Linked DNA regions of Macaca mulatta: region 1 is linked to region 2. The links are chromatin contacts, called in public Hi-C maps. All regions are on one chromosome and are shown on one strand. The core of a region is the stretch at or near the end of the contact, and the rest is flanking DNA. Distances in the headings are between cores, read along the strand shown.

What was found. A called contact is a pair of places that touch in the nucleus more often than the background predicts.
Region 1: a contact with region 2 is called in a Hi-C map of cortical neurons, with 4 times the contacts expected there. The contact joins the promoter of PDK2 here to the promoter of PPP1R9B in region 2. A contact is called at or near these places in 5 of 14 Hi-C or Micro-C datasets (cortical neurons, fetal cortex germinal zone, fetal cortical plate and 2 more).

What each region holds. Positions count from the first base shown.
Region 1 is chr16:59,916,349-59,920,852 of T2T-MMU8v2.0, reverse strand. It overlaps PDK2 (pyruvate dehydrogenase kinase 2), which reads left to right and starts at 3,232. Exons shown (of 12, transcript XM_028836382.2): 1 at 3,232-3,393. It overlaps LOC144335601 (a long non-coding RNA gene), which reads right to left. Exons shown (of 2, transcript XR_013406548.1): 1 at 4,260-4,504; 2 at 482-3,117.
Region 2 is chr16:59,859,320-59,863,665 of T2T-MMU8v2.0, reverse strand. PPP1R9B (protein phosphatase 1 regulatory subunit 9B) reads right to left here and starts at 2,127. Exons shown (of 11, transcript XM_077971221.1): 1 at 1,897-2,127; 2 at 1-937. The coding sequence starts at 2,112.

The sequences.
Region 1 (4,504 bases), core at 1,983-4,482, 56 kb before region 2:
CCCAAAGCAGCTTCCTCCTCTGCCCTTGGTTTGTCCCCTCCACACAGGCCTGGGGAATGGAGTAAGGCCGTTCCCCCTGTGACCTCTGTGAGCTGGAGCGTGGCCTAGGTCCTTCTGTTAGTTTTCCTCAAGGCTGTGAACTTTGGTAAGACTTCACTGGAGGCTGGAAATTGCTACCCAGAGAAGCCCAGAGGTAGAAGCCAGGTCAGATATGCTCAGAGCTCACAGACCCAGGCTGTTCTGGGAGGCCCACCTGATGCCTGGGTGCCTCCCAGCCTCCTCGTGGTGGCAGCTGTCTGCCCCACCTCCCTCCACCAGTGCTCAGCTCACAACAGGGTTCGGGGCCCAATGTGTGCCCCTTTCCCCCTCCTCATTTTCTGTGCCTGGATTTGCCCCTTCCCAGGGTGACTGACAATGGAATGTCCACTTTCCCCAGGAAAACCGTAGCCCCTGCCCGGAGCTGCCAGGCTCTCAGAACCCAGTGAGTGGAGACGACACTTTATTTTCTAGAATCTGGAATCCACTTCTTTGGGCATAACACGTGTGCGTTGTCAAAGCTTGGCCCAGTCTTGTGCTTACAGCCACTTACTGCTTAAGACAGGGGTGTTTACACATTCCTCTGGCCAGTTTCACAGACCCCCCAGTCTCCTGTCAGCCACTGCTTGAGGAAGACCCCCCCCCACACACACACTCTTGAGGATAAGTCATTTTCAGAACTAGCATAAGCTACATATTATGAAAGAAACATAACTGGCAGAGATGTAGCAATGCCCGCTGTAAAAGAACCCTCTGCAATGCCAAGTTTTTTGAGCTCCTTGGAGAGTCCCCCACCAACCCATGTTACACATACAGTGGGAGATTTGGGAATCGGGGGGCAGGGTGCGGTTTACCTCGGCATTACCTAACTAAACTTGACTATGATGTACCACATCACACCACTGTTGTTAGCACCCTGCAGCAGGCTCTGCAGAAGGAATTCTTATCCAAGCACAGAGCCCACATTGTGGAAGTCCAGCCTAAGGTGAGGGTCATGGGAAATCTCTTTCCCTCTCCTACACCTAGCCTTAGAGGCCATGGTCTTTTCCTTGTTACTTTAATTTTGACAATAACAGCAATAGCTACCATTTATTGCTAGGCACAGAAATAGGCCTCTTTTTTTTGAGATAGGGTCTCATTCTGTCACCCAGATTGGAGTGCCATGGCACGATCATGGCTCTGGTTCACTGCAGCCTCGACCTCCTGGGCTCAAGCAATCTTCCTACTTCAGCCTCCCAAGTAGCTGGTACTATAGGTACCTGCCACCACACTCAGTTAATTTTATATTTTTTGTAGAGACAAGATCTTGCTATGCTGCCCAGACTGGTCTCAAACTCCTGGACTCAAGCAATCCTCGTACCTCAGCCGCCCAAAGTGAGGGCCAGGTTTTTTGTACGTAATATTCTATATATTCTTCTGTGTACTTGAAAACTGCACTCACCAGCATCATCAATCACGTCCTAATTGCTAGCCCACTGGATGTTTGGTGGTTCTCTGGAATATCTCTGCGGTATGCTCCCCTGCTCACCGTGTCTTCTTTTTCACCCTGTCCTCCCTACTACATGCTGAGCACTGCCTGATGCTGGAGATAGAGCAGTGAACAAGACAGATACAACACCTGCCCTGCCCTCATGGAGCTTAAAGTCTAGCAGGAAAACAGATCAGTCAGCAAACAATTTTCACTCAATTGATAAGAGCTACCATCAGCTCCTTTTAACCCCTCCTTCCTGGATTTGTCCAGGTAGCTTTCAGCCAATCCCTTTCCTCAAAAAGGTACCTGTTTCACGTGTCCTGATCTTTCCTTGTCCTCCCTTAAGGGGCCTTGTGGGTTCCCAGTCTGGATGACAGTGACCCAGACTACAAATATTTGCTAAGATCAGGAGATCTAAGGAGCCCTTGAAGGGAGCCTATGACCCAGCTTGGTAAGATCAGGGAAGGCTTCCAGGAGGAAGGGATGCCTAAGCAGCTGAGACCTGAAGAATGGGCAGGTGAAGCTGGGAAGAAAGAATGATCCAGACAGAAGAGATGCATTTGCAGTGGCTTAGAGATTAGAGGCTGGTTCAAGGCAGCAGACAGGCATGGCTGGGAGCTGCGTGGGGGAATGGAGAGAGAGGAGTCTGGAGAATTAAGCAAAAGCCAATTGTGTGACAACCGGAAAGGCTCCGGTAAGAAGATGAGAGCCATTGGTGGCCAGGCACAGTGCCTCATACCTGTAATCCCTGCACTTTGGGAGGTTGAGGTGGGCAGATCACTTGAGTTCAGGAGTTCAAGACCAGCCTGGCCAACATGGTGAAACCCTGTCTCTACTAATATTACAAAAATTAGCCAAGTGTGGTAGTACACGCCTGTTATCCTAGCTACTTGGAAGGCTAAGACAGGAGAATCGCTTGAACCTGGGAGGAGGAGTTTGCAATGAGCCAAGGTTGTGCCACTGCACTCCAGCTTGGACGACAGAGTGAGACTCCATCCGAAAAAAAAAAAAAATAGCCCATTGAAAGGCTGTGAGCAAGGAAGTAATAAGGTCAGATTTGCAGTTGACAATGATCCGAGTCTTGGCTTTCTTATCTATGAAATGAGGCTAAGAATAATAAAATAGAGAATTAAATGAGATAATGTCTGCAGACAGTGCCTGGCATATAGCTTATTATTCTTCCAGCTAAGAGGCCCTTCCATTTGCGAAGTTTGTGAGGTCTATATTACAATCATATTCAGTTATAGCTAATTATTTACTTATGTAGCTATCTCTGAAACGTAGAAATGAAATCATTGAGGAAAAAGGCCATTTCTTGATCCTGTCTGTGTTCTCTGTTCCCAGCAGAAAGCCTAACACATTTTAGGCTAATGTCACCGAGCAAAGAAAGCATCAAAGTGGCGGGTCGGGCCCTAAGCCCACGATCGGCCACAAGAGGGCGCATCACGTTTTCTCCAAGGGAAGCGGGGCTGCTGATGAAGGACGGGTTCCCGGCCACCCAGAGACACTTCACCTCCTGGGATCTTGCTCTAAGGAAGCCCGGTGCGAAGGAGGTGGCTTTCTCAGGTGGTCGCGCTAGATGTCCAAGGCTTTATGTTCGGTCAGATGAGCTATATAATAAAATGAAAGTGTTAACTGGCATGGACGATAACTGCCGCCTCCACCGCCACTAGTCGTGACGGTTTTTACTCTGGATGTTTTTCAATTGGAAAAGCAAACTCCACCTTTTCCTGAGCCGCTCGGATCTTTGTGGAAGTGGGTGGGCTGCACATATACGGGACGGATTCGTATAGGCTTGCACCCTGGTTCCGAATTTTGCAAATATTCGCAGTCTGGGTCACTGTCATCTGGACTGGGAATCCCCAAGACCCGTTAAGGGAGGGCAGGTAAAGATGATGACAGGTGAAACAGGTACCTTTGAGTTGGAGGAAAGGGATTGGTTGAAAGCTACCTAGACAATTCTGGAAAGGAAGGGTTAAAAGGAGCCGGCGGGTGAAGGAGATGCAAGGAGATAGCGAGGAAAAGGCAGGCGTGGAAGAGGAAACGAAAGGGCTGGCGGGGCTCTGGGAAGGAAGGGGTTAACCCCGGCTTCGCCCCCGGGAGGAAAGGGACGCGTGAACACAGGGGAGGTGGGATCTCGGCGCAGCCTCCCCAAAACAACAGGCCGCTCAGGCAAAGCGTGGGTTAAGGGGGCGGGCCTGGAGGGAAGCCACGTGCCGGGGCGGAAAGCTATTGGTTCTCCCGGAGTTGTTTGTGAGTGGCCATTGGCGACGTCGAGGCGCCACGACGAGCCGATTGGCTGGGCCTTGGAGTGCTCGCCAGGGCAAGGGTAGGGAGGAGGCGGCCGAATCGCGTCGCTGGGCCGAACGGTGCGCGAGCGCTGCCAGCGCAGGGACCACAACCCGAGTCGCGGCCGCCGCAGCCATGCGCTGGGTCTGGGCGCTGCTCAAGAATGCGTCCCTGGCTGGGGCGCCCAAGTACATAGAGCACTTCAGCAAGTTCTCCCCGTCCCCGCTGTCCATGAAGCAGTTTCTGGACTTCGGTACGGAGTGGGCGGGAGGCGGCTGGCAGCGGAGGCCCGCGGGGCGCTGGGAGGGGCAGCCGGGGGCCAGGGGGGACAGAGGAGAAGAAAGGCCCCGAGTGACAGAGAAGGGTTGTTTGGAAAGGTACAGACAGGAAAGAGTTAATGGGGAAGGAGGGACCGGCCGGGGCCTCTCGACTGGGCTGTTGATGGGAATGGGGGGGCACTTACAAGGACGGTCCCGAGGTTTCTTCCTTGGCTTCATGGGGGGTCTTGAAGAGTTAGGGGCAGTGAAGCTGCGATATTACTACAGGAAGGGAGTAGGGTGGTATCCAGACGCTAAAAGGTTAATGGGAGTTGTCCTCATGACTGGAGGAGTAGGAGCCCCTCCTCCCACCAGAGGAAACCGGGGGTCTGTTGGTGGGAGTGAGGAGGCAAGGTTGAGAGGTGCAGCCGTCTGGAGAGAGACCTGGACT
Region 2 (4,346 bases), core at 878-3,377:
GGGCTGGGTCCTCCTCCTCCGACAGCCCCGGGATCTCCACGCACCCCGACTCGGGCTCGTAGGGGGGCTCCCCATCCTCCTCGTCTTCTTCGTCGTCCTCCTCTAGGGCACTGCCCCCAGAGTCCTCCCCGAGCCCACTGTAGGCGCTCACGTCCACCAAGTCCGCCTCCGAGAAGTCCTCCTTCTTGGATTCATCTACTTCCTCAGGGGCCACGTCCGGGGCCCGGCCATTGCCCACCCCCCTCTCTGGCGGCGCTACCGCCGCCGCCTCCTTCTCCGGGGCCACTTGGGCCTTTGGCTGCTCGGGCGCGGGGCTGGCTGCGGTTGCCGCGGTGCTGCCATTCTCCAGGGCCGCGTGGACCGTAACCTCGGCCTGGATCACCTCCCCGGGCGCCGACTCGGCCTCCGACTCCCCGCTCTCCTCCACCTCCACCGGCTTAATCTTGCGCACCTCCCGGGGCTTGGGGGGCGGCCGGGCAGGGGCCACTCGGTGCTGCGGGGGCTGCTGCCCTCCGGGGCAGCGCTCTTTCTCCGCCGGAGCATCCCCCGACGGGGCGGGCGGCGGCGGCGGCGGCGGGGGCTGGAACACCCGGGACCGCTTGCTGACCAGCTTCGAGTTGACCTGGGGAGCCCCTGCGGCCCTGGGGAGCCCGGGCCCGCGGTGGAGGCCGGTCCTCGAGTCGGCCTTCTCGAAGACGGCGCTGAGCTGGCTGACCGTCGGGGACACGGCGTCAGCGTCCAGCTTGTCCAGCGCCTCAGTGCTGCCGTTGAAGCGCACCACGACGTCCAGCTTCCGGTCCTGCAGGCCGGCGCGCTCCTGCCTCAGCAGCCGCCGCGCCGCGGCCTCCTTGTCGCCGCCTGCGGCCGCCGGGGCGCTCCGTTCGAACAGCTTCCGCGTCTCCTGCAGCCGGGACGGCGGGTGCGGCGGCGGCGCAGGCTGCGCGGAGGGCGCGGGCTTGGAGTCGAAGCGGCTCACGCGCTCCGACACGCTGGTGCCCAGCTTCAGCAGGGCGCTGTGGTCCACGTTCTCGTTCAGGCTGCTGGCCCGCGGCAGCGACAGGCGCACGCCGCGATCGGACGCCCGCGGGGCCTCGGCCAGGCCCGCGCCGCCGCCCGCCTCGCCCGAGGGCCCCGCCGTCGTGCCCATCTGCAGGAACATACTTTTGATGCGGTGGACGTTGGAGCCATATTTCTTGTGGTGGGCCCCCTTGGGTGCCTCGTCGGGCCCGGGCGCGTCGGGCGGCTTCAGCGCCTGGATGCCCGCCTCGTAGGCGCTGCGGTGCGGGGAGGCGCTCCGGAGGGGACCCCCGGGCCCCCGTGGCTCCGTCTTCATCATGGTGGGGGGAGCCGGGTTCGCATCCCCTTGCTCCCCGCTCCCCCCCTTCAACAGGCGGCTGGCCAAGTCGGGACCACCGCCCCCTCCCCCCGATAAAAGAAACCCCAGAAGGCCTTTTTTAGGGTCCCCCCAAAACCGCTGCCAAAAACAGTTAATCCCGCTTTTTTAAAAAAATGAAAAAAAAAAAATCTCCAAGCGCCCTGTGTGTGGGTCGCCTCCCCCAGTCAAGCTGCCGAAGACAGCCAGCCCCGCTTCAAAAGCCCAAGCGGCCTGGTACGGTCGCCCCCACCCAAATTAGCAAAGCGGCGTCTGGGGCCGGTGGGAGCGCGCGCCCTGCCCGCGAAGCAGCCGCGGCGTCGCCGGCTCACATCGTCCGAGGCGGTGTCAGTGGGGCTGGCAGCCCGGGCGTCCCCCAGTCCGGCCGGAGGCCTCGGCTCTCGGGGGGCCCGGCACCCCAGCGCCCATGGCTGCTCCGCCGGCCCGGGCCGCTCCGCCGCCGCGCCTCCCTCCCTCCCTCCCTCCCCCCCGTGCCCCGAGCCTCGGTCTTTCTCTGGCTCTGCCCGAGCGGCGGCTGCCGGAGACCGAGCGGCTGCCCTTCTCGCCGCCGCCGCTGGGGGACTGGCACCTCTGGGTCCTAAAGGGATCGGATTTCCGGGGCCGGAGCCTGTGAGCCCTCCCCTTCCCCTCCACCCGAACGGATCCCCTCCCCTCCCCAGCCTTCGCTGAGAGCCTTCCTCTGCCCCCGGACATTGGCCAGCCGTCTTCAACCCTTCCATCACAACCTCTGACTGCGGCTTATCACAACCCACAGAACCGCACCCCCATGAAATATTGGGCGGAGGCAGTACATCCACGATGGTCTCAATGTGAGGGGAGGGGGGTCTGTGGGGAGGGGCAGAGGTTCATTCTTCAGGGTCCTCGGAGCTAGCTCTTCGGTGTGCTTCAAGGCTTTAGCATCAGAATCGCTGGGCGCTTGGTAAAAATACAGATTTCTGAGCTCTCCCTCGAACCTTGTGTAGGAGAATCTCAGAGGCTGAACCCAGGAATCTGCATTTTAACACTTCACTACAGGGACTCTTTGGCACCCTTGGAGGTGTGAAACCTTGGCCCAGTGCTGGTGACCTTTCGATGGTGGGGGAGGGGTCGTGAAGAAAGGAGGTGGACCCCGTCATCCAAGTAGCAGGGGATCATCAAAACTGCCCCTTTAGACGTCTGGAGAGGATGTCCTGTCGCCTGTCTGCTGTGCACCCGTCTTCAGGCCCCTACCCTGGCACTCCTGCGTCTCAAACCGGAAGGAAGGGTTTGGGAGCAGGAATTCTAGAGGCCTGGGGCCAAAGTTTTCCCAGTGAGAGCTCTAACTTGGGTCTCTGATTTAAAGGATCCTGGCGACTGTGTTCCGGTGGGGGTGGGGGGTGGGGAGGGTGACAGTGACCTACACATCCCCTGTCCTGGCAACCCAGAAAGCTGTTTGATGCTCTCTGCACCCCCCGCATACACACCTAAGGTGCTGGTGCTTCCTGGGCCCTGGGTGTGAGGGTCCACCCTCTGGACAGGTCCAGGTGAGCGGGTTCAGTCCACACATCCCAGAAACTGGTGAACACAATGGGCCCTAGGACCCAGAGAACAACTCAGGCACAAAGCCTCCCCCCACTCCCAGCTGCTTCCTGCATCTCAGGCCTTTCTGCGGCCTCTGCCTCCTCCCCCGCCCTCTTCCCCTCCATCCTCTTCCTCCTTTTCCTAATCTCCCACTCTCTCCCCCCTGGCCTGGAAGGGCTGGCAAAGGGAGCCCTCTTACCGCTCCACTGCAGGGGTGTGTGTGGGTTTTGTGGGATATTAACGCGTTACCATGTGCAAAAGAGCTTAGAGTACAGCGTGGGGGATGGGGTGTGGGGAAGCCGCCTGGGAACCCTGGATATTGGGATCGGGAGGGGCCAGGAACGGCAGGACTGATCCTGAGGCTGGTGCTAAGGAGGAGGGAAGAGCTAGGTTGTGAGCTGGAGCTGGAAATGAACCCAGACCTCAGACTTTCCAAATGCCACCTGCATCTTTGCCCAGCTGTCCAGGAAAATTCCCCCTCCGCAGTTGTGCACTTTGGGATGGGCAGGGTGAAGAAGCCTCTCTCCTAACCCTTCTTAGAAGGCCTTGTCAGGAGCAAGCTTTGGGACTTGGATTTCCAAACTCAAGATGGGGTCTTGAAAACCCCTCCCCACAGGCCCCCCAACCCCAATATAGAAGTCCAGAGAAGACAGAAACCTCTCCCAGCTGGGGTTTGGAAGTTTGGACAATGTCCTCAGAAGCTCTTGTGTGGATTGGAGGAGGGCGCAGGCCCCTGTGTTCTGCCCAGAATCTCCCACACCCTTGGTGGTGAGTCATCTTAACTGGTCCCAGCACAAGGGGTCTGTGCCCACGCTTCTGGCCAGGTGGGGAAGCCCCCAGTTTCTGAGGGTGGGAGGAGGAGCTGAGGCCCAGCTGCTAGGCCCAGAGACCCTCGGACCTCCAGCATTTCCGGTAGCAGCTTAGAGCAAACTGGAATTACGGGGATTCTCTTGGGTCTCCCTTGTCCAAAGGTTTATGAGTCTCTGGACAAACCCCTTTAACAAATCCCTCTAGGGGGTTTGGCTTCAAGAGGGTGGAGCTAGCCAGAGCTTGGGGGACTGAGGCTAATCAGTGGGATTATTATTTCATGGGCTCCTGGTTAGCAGAGCAACACCCTGGCCAGAATTCCCAAAGATGCTTTTATGGAGCAATAAGTGCTTCACCGTCACTTGTTCTCTGGTGTCAGGCACCAAGCTGGCTGGCCTGTGAGATGGGTGAAGAATGGGGTATCATTCCCTCCATCCCTTCTCTGCCTGTCTGGAGCAGTAATGGCACCTGATAGGAACAAGAAGGGTTTGAGAGGGTTACCATCCAAACTGAAGGCTTTAAATCGAATTTTCATTTACTGGGCTGTCATCTTCACCTGCTTCCTCCGGTGAGGAAGCACTCCAGGATAATTTCACCATCCTTTCTC